Linked DNA regions of Mus musculus: all the other regions are linked to region 1. A link is a contact called in public HiChIP or PLAC-seq data. All regions are on one chromosome and are shown on one strand. Each heading gives the region's core, a stretch centred on a gene start, on an enhancer-like site or on the middle of the called end of the contact. The rest is flanking DNA. Distances are from core to core; before and after follow the strand shown.

Region 1 (5,016 bases), core at 1,706-4,205:
CCACCAACGCCCAAACTTGGCTTTTAACAAGAATCTCAGGTCTTTACATTTGTGTGGAAAGCACTTTTGCCCACTGAACCACCCACCTCCCCAGTCATCTTTTGAGACATGTGCTATACCGTCTGATTTTATGCTGTTACAGACGGAACTAGGGCTTGCTAGTTTAGCATTTACCACCTGGGCTATATTCCTTTATCCCTTTGTGTTTATGGGCTTTGTTGTTGTTGTTTTTGTTTCTTTTCTCTTCTTCTTTTTTTTTTTTCTTTTTTTGGAGACAGACTCTCATGTAGTCTAAGATAGTCTCGAATTTACTATGTAGACAAAGCTGTTTTTCAACTCTTGGTCTTCCTGTGCCCACCTCCTAGGTGTGAGATGACAGTTGTCCATCACCTTCTAGTTGTTTATTGCTCCACATCCCAACAGAAGATTAACACTGGTGAATATAGAACCAGGAGAAAAGGCGAGTCTCCGAGCCAGTGAATAGACTCGTTGCTGGTTAGTTTGTGGTAACTGGCTGGCTGGCACCCACAAGCAGCCTATACACCTTTCCTGGCCAATGATCACAGGCAGCCATAAGCAAACCGGAAGTGCGCCCATCTCTAAAAGGGCATCATCTGTACATTTCACAGATATGAATATAAATAAAGTCTCATTGATTAACCCTTAGGGAGTCTTCAAAGGGATTGTAGGAACTCAGAATTGGATCCTAGTAAAAAGGGTTCTGAGAACTGCAACCCTTTCTGTCACTTGGACTGCTTTTGGCTAACGTTTCCTGTGCCGATCAGCAGAAACGAGCCTGTGTCATTTTGGCATTTCTTTTTGAAGTCTGGGGATTCATGGGACAATAAACGTGAGCCACTTTGCATTCCTGAATAATATTTAGTTGAAAGCTTACCTGACTTCGTTATACAGAGGACGCCCATGGAGTGAGTATTCATTCCACGGAAGCAAGCTGACCTACTGCAACAGCTATGTGCTTCACTCTTACGGTTGAGATGTAAGGTGTCGACATGCTAGCACAATAAATATCTTCAAATTCTTTAGGGGAAGGGAGAAACTCACTAAGGAAGCCACAAATTAGGATAGTTTGGGTTAGTCACTGGCTACATCTTGGCCATGTGAATGGGCCAACATAGAGAATTACACATTCGGCAGTGTAACTTTAGACAGGATCCCTCCACCCACTGAGAGCTAGGACCCTGGCTGATTATCTTACTGCTAATAGGCTGAGGCAGAATACAGGTTAGGAAGCAGAAACTTCCCTCAACAAAGCACAAAAACCAGCTTCCACGGGCCTTGGCATTATGGGAAAGACCTAGAAAATGAGAGGTTTCTCTTGAGAACCTCTGCCTCTCTCTGGTTGTCCGTCCCAGGTACACCTGGTTTTCCAGTTCCTGGGGATTTCAAGTGTCTGCAGCTGCATAAACTGTTTCATTGAGAATAAACCCCTTTCCTTTTTTTAAAACCCCCTTCAAGGCACGTGGAGTCCCCTTCTGGAAGCTTGATTCAGAGCTTGGTTCTTACTGTCTAGTTCTATTCACAACTTCAGCAAATGCCCAGGCACAGAAAATGTCCTGCCCAATGCTAGGTCCTGAAGTTATTACATTGGCAGGTCTGGTTAAGGGAATTCAGACCAAGAGGTGAAGGATTGAGCTCTGGGGCCTTTCTTCCTAAAATCTGCCATTTCAAAAGCATCTGCTTAGAGGCCTGGGAGAATATTGACAAGGTTGGCAATGCACAGCAGGCTGTAAAGGTTGAGGACGAAAGGCTATTTCTCAGACTGAGGACAAGGGACACTGCAAGCTTAGTGTCTTGACTCTGCCAAGGCTTTGTCGTCTTAGGAGTCTGACATCCGGCTCCTACCCAGGGCCGATCAGCACTTAATAGCTAAATAAATAAATGTTTGTGAGAGATCTACACCTCATACCAGATGGACCCTTGATCAAGCAAAGTGTGGCCACTGACTCCCGCCTTGGCCCCCTTCCGAGTGATTATTAACCCCTTCTGCCACCCCACCCCCCACCCCCGGTCCGGGACTGGGGTGGAGAACTTCCCGGGACAGAGAGTTGGAAGGAAGGGACTGGATAGTGGACGCAGCCATGTCCCTTGGATTTAAACCCAGAAGGGGACGCCAGATGCACAGGGCCCTGACCCCGCCAGTGCAGCCCCCTGACCCGGCGGGGCAGCACCGGTGATTCGGACCCCTAGGGCCCGCGCGGGGCTGACTGGCGGCGACAGTGGCGGGGTGGCCCTGTCGCTTCTAAGGATCAGGCCGGAGTTGCCCCGTGGGCCACTGGGGCGGACATGTCGCAGCTCTCATGGATAGGGACCCGCCTTTACTTTGCTCCCTTAGGCCCGCGAGGCCCTGGTGAGGTCACCGAGGGCCAGACTGAGCAGAAGGCTCGGGGGCGCCGCGGCCCCGGACACGCCCCGGACACACTCCCAGCGCTTTTTGCACACTTCCCCACCGCCGGGAACAGCCAAGGCACGGGGCGCGGCGTGGGGGGGGGGGGGTGGGGGGGGTGGGGGCGTTCTGTGCCCTTACTGTTTGTTGGGACTTCTTCCCAGGACAGCATTCCCCACCCTTTCCTCTCGAAAGTCTTGTGGTTTCCCTAGAAGACGGAAAGAGGTTGAGAAGGTTGCAGACTTTTTTTTCTTTGGCTTCTTTTTCCATCCAGAAAGCCCTCTAAATCCCCAAAGGGTCTGGCGGAGAGGGGACATCTCGGGCTGCAGAGGAGGGAGCGAGCTGTGCATTCCTCCGCCCTACCGCCTCCCACCTGGCCTCGTCGCTCCCCTCCCCCGCCCGGGCTCAGCCCCGCGTCCCGCCGCGGCCGCCCCGGCAGCTGCAGGGTTAAGCTCAGGAATGTGGCGGCGAGGAATGTGCATGCAGATGAGGCGGGCGCGGGGCGGGCCGGGGGCGGAGCGCATGCTAATCGCATGCAAATGAGCAGGCCAGTCGCCGCCGGGCCGTTGCTCCGCGGAGCTTCCCGGATCCGAGCCCAGACGGCGTCGGCCGGGGCAGCCTGGGCGCCGCGACCCTCGGCGGCCACAGGGGGACGGGGAGGAGGAGGAAGAGGCGGAGGCAGCGGCGGCAAGGAGGAGGAGGAGGGCTCGCTCGTCTGTTCCGACGCAGACATGGTGGACTGATCTCCGGCAGGGCTGAGAGCAGGGATCCCCGAGGCTTCCCCGCGCGTAGCTCGCCGTGCCCCTCGCCCCGCACGCCCCTCGCCGGCACCCGCGTTCCCGCCGCGCCCCGCGCCCGGTCCCTATGGAGGCGCCGCTCGCCGGCGAGGCCGCCGACCATGCCTAGGAGGGCCGGGAGCGGGCAGCTGCCGCTACCCCGGGGCTGGGAGGAGGCCAGGGACTACGACGGCAAGGTTTTCTACATCGACCACAACACCAGGAGGACCAGCTGGATCGACCCCCGGGACAGGTGGGTGGCCGGGCCCCGGCCGGGTGCGGGGACCCGCCTCGGGAAGTGCTGCGGTGGCTGTTGTCTGGGAGACCTGGAGGGCGCCGGGGGCGTGGGGCGTCGCCGGCCCTGCACCCCCCGAGGGGCTCCGGGGTAGGCGCGGGACGGTCGGCCTAGGCGCGGCTGTATCTGCCCGCCAGGCGCCCCTTCTTGGGCCCCATTGCCCACTGCCTTCCCCACACCCCTCGGGGACTTGTAGACACTCCCTGTCCCAAGGGAAGGGCCGGATTGGTGCCCTGGGTTGGCACCCTGAGTCCAGTTAGCCGGCTCAGGGTGTGTGTGTGTGGGTACTTGACCCCTCTCTAGACCTCCTGTGTGCTGTTTAAAGTTGGTCAGATGGAGGGAGAGGGCACCTTTCGACCTCTGAGGCACGCTGAGCTCGGGGCCTCCCGGAGGCCTAAGTGATGGTGAATTACTAGTCATCTGGGCCACCTGTGGCATCTCTCCTGCCTTACATACCTAGCTCCTGGGCACTGACTGCAAGCTTTTCCTAGGGCGCACCCCGAACCATGTCCTAGGGTCTGAACGTGGAGAGAGGGTCCCACTCCTGGCTCGACCTTCGTAGCTTTGCCCCTAAGATTAAAAAAACAAACCACTGTTTTGGAGTTTTGCTTCTAACCGTGGTTCCTCACCTGGAAACCTGGTCAGATTTTCCTTGTGAAGTGGCACGGAGACTGGAAGGGAACCTTGACCACAGCTGTGGGTAGCCCAGACTTGAAGCTTAGCCTAGTTTTTGCACAGCGATATAAGCATTTTGTTCTTACCTGGAGAGCTGAATGAAGCAAACAAGAGATCTAAGAAGTTCAGGAGCTGAACATTGGTGGACTGCTCACCAATGTTCTTTCTGTTTCTCACTCAACTCTCTCTTTGCTTTTAGAAGGAACACTTAGAATTAAAGTTGTTAGAGGGTGTGGACGGTCTCACACATCTGTCCAAACTCAGCACTTGTGAGGTGGAAGGAGAATCAGGAGTTCAAGGCTAGTTTGGGTTATTCGAAATCCTGTCTCAAAAAGAAAAAAAAAAAAAAAAAAAGGAATGTAGGGTGCATTTTTTTTTTTTTTTGTAAAATTTGAAATCTGTCCATTAAGGAGGTATTTTTGTTTTTTTATATTTTTCTAGACTGCCTCATACTGTATTGTAGCTCAGGCTAGCTGGCTTGGAACTCATTATGTAACACTGGCTGCTCCCAAACTCACAGCAATCCCCCTGCCTCAGCCTCTCCTCCGTGCAGGAATTACAGGTGCCAGCCACCACACCGGATGAGGAGTAGGGATTAGGGCCTCTGTGTAAATTCAAGTAGCATCTCTTCAGGGATGCCCCTGCCATTTGCAGTTTTAGCATTTCTAGAAAGTTCTATAGGCTTTTTATGCAATGTGATCTGAGGGGCTGTAGTCTTTTCTGGAGCTTTTCCTGCTAAGTCCCCCCCCCCCAGCTTGAAACACACTCTTCTATTTGATATTCCCAATCACTCATTTCCTACAACTATTGTAGTTGAAAGCTATTAAAAAGCAGTTATAAGAAAGTCCTGAACGACATAAATTTAT
Region 2 (5,016 bases), core at 1,289-3,788, 230 kb after region 1:
TTGGGATCTTCTGCTCTCATTTGGCCACTGCACAGAAATAGCATGAATGATGCTGGAAAGAATCTCGCAGGAGCTCTCAGCAGCTAAAAAATGATTGGTGGACGAGCCTCATGACCTGAGTGTGACGCCATACGCCACCCTGAACCCGTACAAGAGGAGAGAACTGACCCCTGCATTTATTCTGTGGCAGGCATTCACACATGCGCGCACACAGGGACAATAAATAAAATGTTATGAACCTTGTTACTCTTTGAAAGAATCCCTTATAAAAACCTCAGAAAAACAGGTTTTGGGCACTCAATACCACCTAAAATGCCCACTCTTTTAAAGGCCAGGGAAATGCAAATTTGGGTTTATCAGCTTTTCCCAAAAAGCTAATAACTGAAAAGTTGCAGAGCTGAATCTGAAAACCAAGACTTCTTAGTTGAAAGGAAATCAGAAGGAACATAACCAAAAGTAGGTTAAACGATGCCTGTGACCTAGGAAGAAATTCACTCTAAACTTAAAGATAGTCTGCAGCCCCTTTCTCCACGAATATTCAAGTGATCTTTGAGTTTCTTTGCACACATCTGGATGAAACTCCCAGGAATAAACCCAGAGGACCTACTGTTGACTGAAGGGGTAAGAGGAGAGGGACAGTCCTCTACAGTAGGCATCCTGTCCCACCTGTAGAGTGGCAAGCTTGCCTTGACACATCCTGGTCTGAGTCACATACTTGCATACTAATGCACCCAGGGGGTCACCAGATTTCTGTGGCCTTTTGCTGCTCTGCGACTGTCTTTGACACTTCCCACAAAGTGACATCCATCAAAGTCACTAAAATCAGTCTAGAGTCTTTACCTCAGATCCTTTGCCACTCTGGTTCCCGGAAAGAGCCACTGCCAAAGTTTATTGATCCAAATCCTGCTCACCTGGGAAGGAAGAGGAACTTAGAGATCGAATTTGCCATTTGACACTCCTGACTAATTAAAAAGGGATCCCCACCCATCCACACTGGTGGGGAATGAGCAGAAGGAGAAAAGTTTGGTGTGTAAACTGCACACCCCATTCTTCTTCTTCTTCTTCTTCTTCTTCTTCTTCTTCTTCTTCTTCTTCTTCTTCTTCTTCTTCTTCTTCTTCTTCTTCTTCTTCTTCTTTCTTCTTCTTCCTCCTCCTCCTCCTCCTCTTCTTCTTCTTCTTCTTCTCAGGGTTTCTCCACATATCCCTGGCTGTCCTGGAACTCATTCTGTAGACCAAGTTGGCCTCGAACTCAAAAATCTGCCTGCCTCTGCCTCCTGAGTGGTGGAATTTAAGGTGTGTGCCACCACTGCCCGGCTGCACACCACATTCCATCAGTTCCCCATTCCTTTGCCTCTCAAGTCAGATTTCATCTTGCTGGATATTTGCAGATAGTCTGGCTAGGTAAGTGGGAACCATTTGCATTTCTTTTCTCTGGATAGGAGTAGAATAAAAACTGAGTGTGTTCCGTGAGTACAAGAGAACATCTATTGCACCCAGATGTTACCGAAAAACAAATTTTAGCCCAAGTAAATCTGACTCCTAGTGGCAGAGTTTGTTTGTTTTTGGCTTTAAAGCTAGAAGTGGGGACCAGAGAGATGAGTCCGTGGGTGAAAGTGGTTGCCACCGAGCCTGGAAACCTGGTTTCTATCCCCAGGCCCCACATGGTGGGAAAAGAGAAGCAACTCCTGCGAGTCATTGACCTTCCTTGAGTACTGTGTATGCAAACACACACCTACATACTTACGTACAGAATAAATATTTTGTCTTTAAAAAAGAAAAAGAGGGCTGGTGAGACGGCTCAGTGGGTAAGAGCACCCGACTGCTCTTCCGAAGATCAGGAGTTCAAATCCCAGCAACCACATGGTGGCTCACAACCATCCGTAATGAGATCTGACTCCCTCTTCTGGGGTGTCTGAGGACAGCTACAGTGTACTTACATATAATAAATAAATAAATAAATAAATAAATAAATAAATAAATAAATCTTTTAAAAAAAATAAAAAGAAAAAGAAAAAAAGAAAAGAAAACCCGACACAAGTTTAACTCTCTACTAAGATATGGACCTGTCTTGGACTTTTTTATTTTTAATCCTTTAGTGATCTGTCTGGGAAATAAAAGTATGATGTCTTAGTCCTTTAGGAGAAGGAGTCGGAGTCCCTGATCCCAACTTCCTGAGAATAGTGGACATTTGGGTCCTTGATGCCCATCTTATCTTGCCTGTATCAGCAAGAAACTGTCCTGAGCCTCAATGACAAGAGCATCAAGGACCTCGAAAATAAACCCTGGAAAGGGCCCTGTCACACTGGCCCAGCCTCATTGTTGGCTCAAAGTAAAAGTCCCCCTCCTGCCGTGACCACTTCATCTCGAGGCCTCCCAGCCCTGGGTGCCCAATTCTGGGACCTGGCCTGACCTAACCTTGCTCCTCTCTCTTACTTTGGCGTACTTACCAAGTTTTCCATTCCTTAAAAGTATAGCTGTGTGTGCTGCCAACAGCCCGAGTCCCTGGCCGGAGCCCAAGGAACCCTCTCAGCCACCCCCGCAGATGCTCAGTGACCTGAATATGCCCCGGTGCCTGGTGTGATGGGACAAGTGATTAACCCCAAGACCGTACGGAGCAGCCCCTCTGAAAGCAACAGAGGCAAAAAGTCACGAGTGTGGACCCCTCTTCGGCTGTTGTCGTCTAACGAAAGTCGTTTACCCTTCCATCAACACCAGTTAATACTTTCTGAACGTGGCTTTGGATTAGCCCTGCCTCATGCTTTTCAGAAGTCTAAGCGAGCACACAAGAATCAAGACAGCTAATTAGCAAATATTTACGGAGTTCCTCTTCAGCCACGGCATTTTTCTGGGTGCTGGTAGACCAGAACTCAGAAGGTCAGCATCACCGTGGAATAGAGAGAGCCTGAGTCCACACACCCCCACACCCTGCCCCGACACTCCCTGTTCTCTTAGCATAATGAACTTTCCAACCAGGAACTGTATCCGCCCTCCAAGGAGTGTCTGGGAATGTTTGAGAGCGTTTGTTGTTTGCTTTTGGCTGTGACAAACCAGCATTTATTGGGTTGCTGTGCAGGGATGTTAACGCATTGACAGAGTTCCAGTCCGTTCCTCACAACCCAAAACATTCCTTCTCGCTCGAAATGCCAATAAAATTCCAGTGAAAGCTGGACAGAAGAAAAGCTGTAAAAATTCTCACTGACTCTAGGACACTTCGCTCCAAGACCCACCTCCACGCCGTTTTTTGGAGAGTGGATAATGTGTGGAGAAAGCCAGGGTCAGGTTAATGCAAATCCAGGAAATCCAGAGTCCTGTGAGATTAAGTGCCAGTCTCTGTTCTGCTAACTAGGAAAGAATTGGGTCCTTCGCGGTTGTCATTAAGTTACCTCTTATTGCGCTTCAGCAATAGTCTACGTTTGGCGAATCATTTGGCACCTGTTTTCAACTCAACAAATCACATCATCACAATTACGTTCTGAAATTATTTTTCCTAAGAACTGTGACTAATTAGAGAACAGAGAAGCGTGAAGGAGAAGGAATCCAGTGGCCTGCAGAGATCACCCCCCACCCCCACCTCCCACACCTCCGCCCCTCACTGCCTGCCTGAGGAGGCATCCCCAGATGACCTTAATCATACCCCGCTCTCCTGCAGGCTGCTAGTATCCAGAAGGCAATGAAAGACGGTCTAAGCCAGTGAAAGACGGTCTAAAAACACCGAGGAAATGAAATAAGCTATGACTAGCCAAGGGTCAGGAGGAGGAAAAAAAAAAAAAGAGTACGGCAGAGACAGAGCTCCGGTGAGTTCGAGCCACTCGCAAAGCAGGGCAGGGCTTTCAGAGAAGCACATCAAGATGGAACCGGTTTGGAGAGCAATGCTTTTCCAGACCTGAGGGATGACCTCTCAGAGTGTCAGCTGGCTCCAAGGAAGGCTAAGGAAAACTCCAGGGTTTCCAGAGGGAGCATGTGCCAAGTCTTCATTCACTCACCAAAAGGATTAAGCCAGTTTCAAGAAGGAAAAATAGTAAGCTACAACGGATGCGGTAGAATGGGTTAGGAACTGCTGTGTCCGTTTCTGGGCAGGAGGAAGCTAGCAGACTGCAGTCTGTGGTTTAACCGGGAAGGGATGCGGGGCTGAAAGGGCTGGTGTGGCCTTGGCAATGCCCAAATGAGCTGGTGATATAGAAGTGAGATGTTTCAATACAAGGCTTACCCCTCCTGCAGTAGAACCCTAGAAAGGGGTCGTGATCTCTCCGAGGGGTCAACCTCCCCATCTTTAAATGTAGATATCTATCGCTGTCCACCTAAAAAAGCTAGGAAATGGTGAGTAGAAATCCCAGTGCTAATGTGTAAGGGGTCAGCTGAAAATAGATGCTATTAGTAGATTTCCTCCCCACAAAGACACTTTATAATAGCTTCTTCTGATCGAAATTAAAACATAATTACATTCAGTTCTTCACTTTCTATGTCTCTTCCCAAAGCAGTGCTTACAGAGTATAGTATCAGAAGCGCTACTGTAAGACACTTTGCCATTTGATATCATTTGAGTTATGTGGTGACAAAGGACAGAAACTCATTCAAGCTGCTTTGAACGAAAAAGTGGCTTTCCCCCATTCAAACTGAACAAAACACAAAAGTAGTTGTGGCTGGCCTTAGAAATATGGCTATCTTTGTGGCTCAGACAATACCATCAGAACTTGGTTCCACTCTCCCTCTGACCTCTTCTTAGAAGAACAATGCACTCACCAAGGCACGCATCCTGACTCTCAGCTTCAAGTCCTGAACAAGGCTCAGGACATCATCTGAGCATGCCGAACAGTCTTCCCAAACAATCCTGGTGGCGAAGGAGACTCAGTACTCTAATTGCCTGGGTCTCCTGACATACCCCTGACCTGGAAGAAGAGCACCCCCTGAAGTACAAGCGTGAGGAGGATGGGATCTTCCCAGAGGGAAACGTAGAGAGAATAGAGACCAGAAGATATAAGGATCAACTCCCTGTTCTTCACACACTGCGAAAGCCAC
Region 3 (5,016 bases), core at 955-3,454, 140 kb after region 1:
CAGCCACTGCACTGACTGAGCCATCGCTCCAGCCCCTTCCTGTATTGGTCCCTTGGCTTAAGAAGGTTCCCTCTCCGGCCATGTCTGTTTGCAGCTCTAAGCATTTCTATTCCTTGAGATCTAAAGGATTAATATTTAAAAATATAAAAATAAACATCCATAAGATGAGCTAGAAAGTACTTTGTTCTTTGCCAGTGTGTGTCCTGGTTGGAGAAGTCGTGGTCTCTCCTGCTCCTCGTATTGTGGGTTTTCCCTTTGTTTTTCTAGTCAGACTCCATCCACAGGTTGTGGTAAGAAGGGCTGTTAGTCCAAGTAGCTCAGCCAAGTCCGGCCACTGTGCCTCCAGAGAAGTCTTGTGGTCGGGCTGTTTTCTGCCAGGCTCCCCCAGTCTGACTTCCCGGGCTGAGCTTACAGTCCTGCCTCTGTTGCTGTGGAGCCCAGTTGATGTGTAAGGCTCTGTGCCTTGGGCTCCAAGGGTGTGCAGAGCCTGTCCACCTTTGCTCCAGCCCCTCTACTGGCATGCTGCATCAAGTTCTGCCACCAACTTCCTGTGTCCCTGATCAGAGAGGGTCCTCTAATGGCTTGTCCTGGCAGTGGCCATGGTATTAGAGCATGGGGGGTGTCAGGACTCTCGGCTTCAGGCTCCTTTACCAAACTGTCTGTCTCTCTCAGACACCAGTAAGGCACCGTGCTCCACTCTTCCTCCCAGTGTCCTCGGCTCAGCCTGTGGCTTCAGTGTTCAGCGGTACAAACCTGTCCCCTGGTTTTCTCTTACCCCCAGTTCTTAGGATGATCAGTGGCCAGAGTCCTTGAACATACATCCCTTGCCGTGACTGGGGCACCAACTAACCTGTCTTAGCTGTTTGTCTTCTCTGTTGGTGGCTATTTGTCCTGACTTCTCTCACATCCATTCCCATGGACATGGCCTTGTGAGCTGTCATCTTGCCACCGACCCAACCTAAACTGGTAGAGTGGACCCCGCCCTGTCTCCTCCCACTGCTCGCCAGGTTCTCTCCTCCCTGCCATGCAGCAGCTGTTTTCCTATGCATTGCTGTGGTTTTCTTTGTCTTCATGTTAGTAGAAGAATCTGTAATTTCATCAGTTTTTCTTTAATATGCGAGTTGCCAAAGTTTAATTGCTATCTCTGATAAACTGCAGTGTGTGAATCACTTGTGAGTCTGCCTCTGTTGTCTATTTGGGGGAGGGGGGGTGGCTTTCTACCCTTAGCTATTGGTGGAATGCTGGCCGTATTATAAAAGCGCCAGCTGAAATACTGCGGAGAGGAGCTGGTGCTCTTCTGGAAGGCAGATGACACCATGGGAAAGTTGCCTGTGTCACCTAGGGGGATTGAATTCCAAGTTTTCTCTCTTAGAGCCCTGTGAGGCATGAGATATCTGCTGGCTGTTTAGGTTGCTAGTGACTGGTTTTGGCTTTCGCTGTGTCTGGCTTTGTACAGATGTAGCTTTGGAAGGCAAAATGTGTAATTTGGGGCCCACCTCACCATTCATTTCCTCTACCCCTTTTATGTGGACTGCCTTGGTAGCTCTGCACTCCATGCTGGTGTTTGCATGCTGTGGGCTGCGGGGCCACCATTCCAGGCGCCCATCTGTTGAGCCTGCGGGCCTCATGGCTAGGTTGACAAATGCCGTTAGAGGAAGCACTGGCAGTGATGGCCACCTCTCTTCTGTCTTCGCTTTCTCTGAGACCTCAGCCCTCCAGCCTGACAGCCCCCTGACAGTCCTCTTGCCTTGCAACATCTGGGAGTTTGTGTTTGTTTTTGGTTTCATTTTGCTCAGCTCTCATATCTGTTCTCAGCAGGTCTGGTACAAGCTGTTTCTTCACAGCTGGAAATGTAAGTCTGCATCAGATTTGGAGTGTCTGGTGTTAAGTGCCGTATGGTTTCCGTTCTGCAGGACGCCGTGTCAGCCTTACTTGCGAGAACTTCAGCTGAGCTCTTGGCTGTGGAACAAGAACTGGCCCAGGAGGAGGAGGAGGAGGAGCTAAGGCCAGAGCGGCGGGGTCCAGGGAGAGACTGGTGAGCAGCCTCTGCCTTTCTCTGGGGAACTTGGGCCAGACTTAGTTTCTCTCAGGACCTTTGGGGTGGTTTATAGGTTCCTATCTTAGTTTGGAACTGTGGCAAACAGTGCAGCATCAGGGTGTGCTGGCTAGAGCCTCTCCCTGTCATTGGAGAGTTAGAGGAAGGAAGGGAGAAACTGGCAGGGTCAGCCCATTAGCTGGGCTCTTTCTCTTGCTCCTGCGGCAGTGCCTGCTGTGTGCTGTGCATTTGATTTTTGTCTACACTTTCATTTAGAAAGCTATGAAGTCTTATGTTACAGAGCAGTGGTTCTCAGCTTGCAGGTAGGGACCCCTGAGGTCTGAACAACCCTTTCACAGGGGTTGCCTAAGACCATCAGAAAGCACAGATATTTATGTTGATTCATAACAGTATCAAAATTACAATTATGAAGTAACAGCAAAATAATTTTTATGATTAGGGATCATGACAACATGATGTATTAAAGGGTTGCAACTTTCTTCTCTCTCTCTCTCTCTCTCTCTCTCGCCCCATCTCTGTCTCTGTCTGTCTCTCTCTGTCTCTGTCTGTCTGTCTCTATCTCCCTCTCTCTCTCTCTGTCTGTCTCTGTCTCTGTCTGTCTCCCAGAAGTATCATTCAGGATGTTCTTAGGCAAAGTCGCTATCATCACTGCAATATTGGTCTTGGGTTTCCTCCTCTGTGTCAGCAACCCGTCCTTTAAGGATGTCAGGTCATGTGTCTGTGTGTCTGTCTGCATGCAAAGGCCATCTCCTAGGTGTCTGCTATGTTCTCTTAAAAGACATTTTAGCCAGTGCCTCCATTTTGAGTAGCTTTCATGTATAAACGAATTCAGATTAATTTTTATGAACAGTCATTATACTATTATGCAACGGTTGGACGACTTAGCATGTAAGGTCTGCACTCGTGTGTATGTATGTACACATGCAAAGATAAAACATGTTAGAAATTCAGAGTGATGAGGAATGTCACAAATGTTAGACGTGGACATTTGTAAGGAAGGGCTACAGCATGATGTCCAAAGGCACAGGGACACCGTAGATAAGGCCAGCATGGGAGAGACGTTCATAAGGTTTGTCCTAGTGTCCCTAAGCATCAAGCTTTTCTGCCAGTTCAAGGAATGCACTTCGTGGGTTTAAAAGGGGGGACTTTCAGTTCTCTGTGGTCACTATTGGTTCTCCCTTGTGTTCCCTTCATGGCTGGACACTTAATAACCAGTCTGTCAGTCTGCCAATATGTCACCCATTGTGGTTAAGGCTTGACACTTAAGTCAGTGAAAAGGATTCTTTCTAGTTTTAGAACAGGAAACTCAGCCAAGTGTGCCATGTTCCAACCTTCACAGTGGTCCTGCAGTGTCACTCTGTCAGCCAAGTGTGCCATGTTCCACCCTTCACAGTGGTCCTGCAGTGTCACTCTGTATAACCTGATCACAGATTTTTGTTTTATTTTATTTTATTTTTTACTTTTTTAAAGATTTATTTATTATTATATCTAAGTACACTGTAGCTTTCTTCAGACACACCAGAAGAGGATGTTAGATCTCATTACAGATGGTTGTGAGCCACCGTGTGGTTGCTGGTATTTGAACTCAGGACCTTCGGAAGAGCAGTTGGTGCCCTTAAACACTGAACCATCTCTCCAGCCCCTGATCACATACTTTAAAAAAATTTTTTTGATATTTTTATTTATTTTTATTTTATGTGTATGGGTGTTTTGTCTACATGTGCACCACGTGCATGCAGTTCCCTAAGAGGCCAGAAGAGGGCGTCTGATCCTCCAGACCTGGAGTTACAGAGGTCTGTGAACTGCTGCAGGAGCTGGGAGCTAAACCTGGGTCCTCTGGAAGAGCAGCCAGTGCTCTTAACCACCGAGTGAGCCGGCTCTCTGGCCATGTGGTCACGTCCTCATCACGTGTCACATTCAAGCCACGAGCATGTGAGGCCGTCAGTCACCTGATAGTTCACACAGCTCTGTGCCTGCCTGACAGTGAACAGTTAGTAACAGGCAATCCTCATGTCTTAGCTAAGAATAGTCAACTGTTTTATGACTAATTCTACAGTGAACTGAATAATATCAAGTTACTTTATAGTGACTATCATGTTTTTACATGCTGAAGTTAAAACTTGTCTGTGGTCCTTGGACATTTCTGTTGAATATCAGGAGACTTGGCTAAGTTTCATAAACTTAATATTTTTGTAGTGGTGATTTTGCTCTGGATTCCTGAAACAATCTTTTTTCTTGATCTACTTAGTTAAAGAGCTTCCTGCTGTCACAGCGTGTCTTTAGTCACATGTGTGACTCAGTTTCCCCTCAGGTAAATGGGTCACCAGCTTACTCACACAGCATGGAGCAGGCCTGCCACACTGACAGTGACTGTTTTCTTCTGTTTCACCATAGCCTAACGATGCTAAGAGAGGCCTCTGACGAACCTGCGGCTTTGAGAGAGTCTGGGGTTCCCTTGGCAGAGGGCAGCCGCTGCACAGAGGACCCGAAGCCATGCCCTAGGGGGCCTGAGACAAGCCAGTGTAGGAAGGAGCCTGCTGAAGACCCTGGTCAGCTGCCATCTGGACTTCCCACCCTGGTAAACGTTCGCTTCAGCCTGCTAAAACAAAGCCCCTGTAGACGCCACCCAAGGGGTTACTTGTTTCCTCTCCTACATCAGGATTGGGGCTCCAAAGCTGACTGAAGGCTTTCGTGGAAATATCACTACTCAGCGTCAAAAGTACTTTACAGTTTCAAATGCCAGGAAATTAATCTTTCCTTTATACTTGGCAAAAACAGCACTCGCTCCTTGATATCTCTAAATGTTCTGTGAATGCTTGTTAAAAGTATTGTCTGGGACTAGAGATGTAGCTGAACTGGTGCAATACTCACAGCACTAGGTTCAGTCCCCAGCACCATACAGATAGCCACAGTGGGCACGCCGATGTATTTCTGGCACTTAGAAGATACAGTGAGAGGAC

Evidence for each region. HiChIP or PLAC-seq counts read pairs in DNA pulled down with a chosen protein or histone mark.
Region 2: an H3K4me3 HiChIP or PLAC-seq map of stem cell-derived neural progenitor cells shows a contact between it and region 1, with 44 read pairs. The contact joins the enhancer-like site here to the promoter of Wwc2 in region 1. A contact is called at or near these places in 1 of 39 promoter capture datasets (cranial neural crest), 3 of 484 Hi-C or Micro-C datasets (cochlea, embryonic stem cells and uterus), 9 of 115 datasets of contacts at active chromatin or transcription factors (bone marrow-derived macrophages, embryonic stem cells, pancreatic cancer cells and 1 more) and 1 of 9 other capture datasets (pancreatic islet).
Region 3: a contact with region 1 is called in an H3K4me3 HiChIP or PLAC-seq map of bone marrow-derived macrophages, with 4 times the contacts expected there. The contact joins the enhancer-like site here to the promoter of Wwc2 in region 1. A contact is called at or near these places in 9 of 39 promoter capture datasets (the 3T3-L1 cell line, the C10 cell line, the HPC-7 cell line and 4 more), 7 of 484 Hi-C or Micro-C datasets (B cells, the CH12 cell line, bone marrow-derived macrophages and 4 more), 19 of 115 datasets of contacts at active chromatin or transcription factors (the HPC-7 cell line, bone marrow-derived macrophages, craniofacial prominence and 12 more) and 3 of 9 other capture datasets (adipose tissue, liver and macrophages).

Annotation. Positions count from the first base shown.
Region 1 is chr8:47,988,483-47,993,498 of GRCm38.p6, reverse strand. It overlaps Wwc2 (WW, C2 and coiled-coil domain containing 2), which reads left to right and starts at 2,955. Exons shown (of 23, transcript NM_133791.5): 1 at 2,955-3,433. The coding sequence starts at 3,303.
Region 2 is chr8:47,762,208-47,767,223 of GRCm38.p6, reverse strand. No RefSeq gene overlaps it. Among named protein-coding and RNA genes, the nearest start is that of Gm31786, 15 kb to the right of the region's middle. Within about 2 kb of position 2,538, at least 58 of the 459 cell types and tissues checked have an H3K27ac peak or open chromatin away from gene starts, as enhancers often do. A contact at or near this core is called in cochlea, embryonic stem cells, stem cell-derived neural progenitor cells and 1 more, where this site is marked.
Region 3 is chr8:47,848,924-47,853,939 of GRCm38.p6, reverse strand. Wwc2 (WW, C2 and coiled-coil domain containing 2) reads left to right here. Exons shown (of 23, transcript NM_133791.5): 17 at 1,914-2,035; 18 at 4,451-4,634. Among named protein-coding and RNA genes, the nearest start is that of Cldn22, 27 kb to the right of the region's middle. Within about 2 kb of position 2,204, at least 92 of the 459 cell types and tissues checked have an H3K27ac peak or open chromatin away from gene starts, as enhancers often do. A contact at or near this core is called in adipose tissue, bone marrow-derived macrophages, female germline stem cells and 4 more, where this site is marked.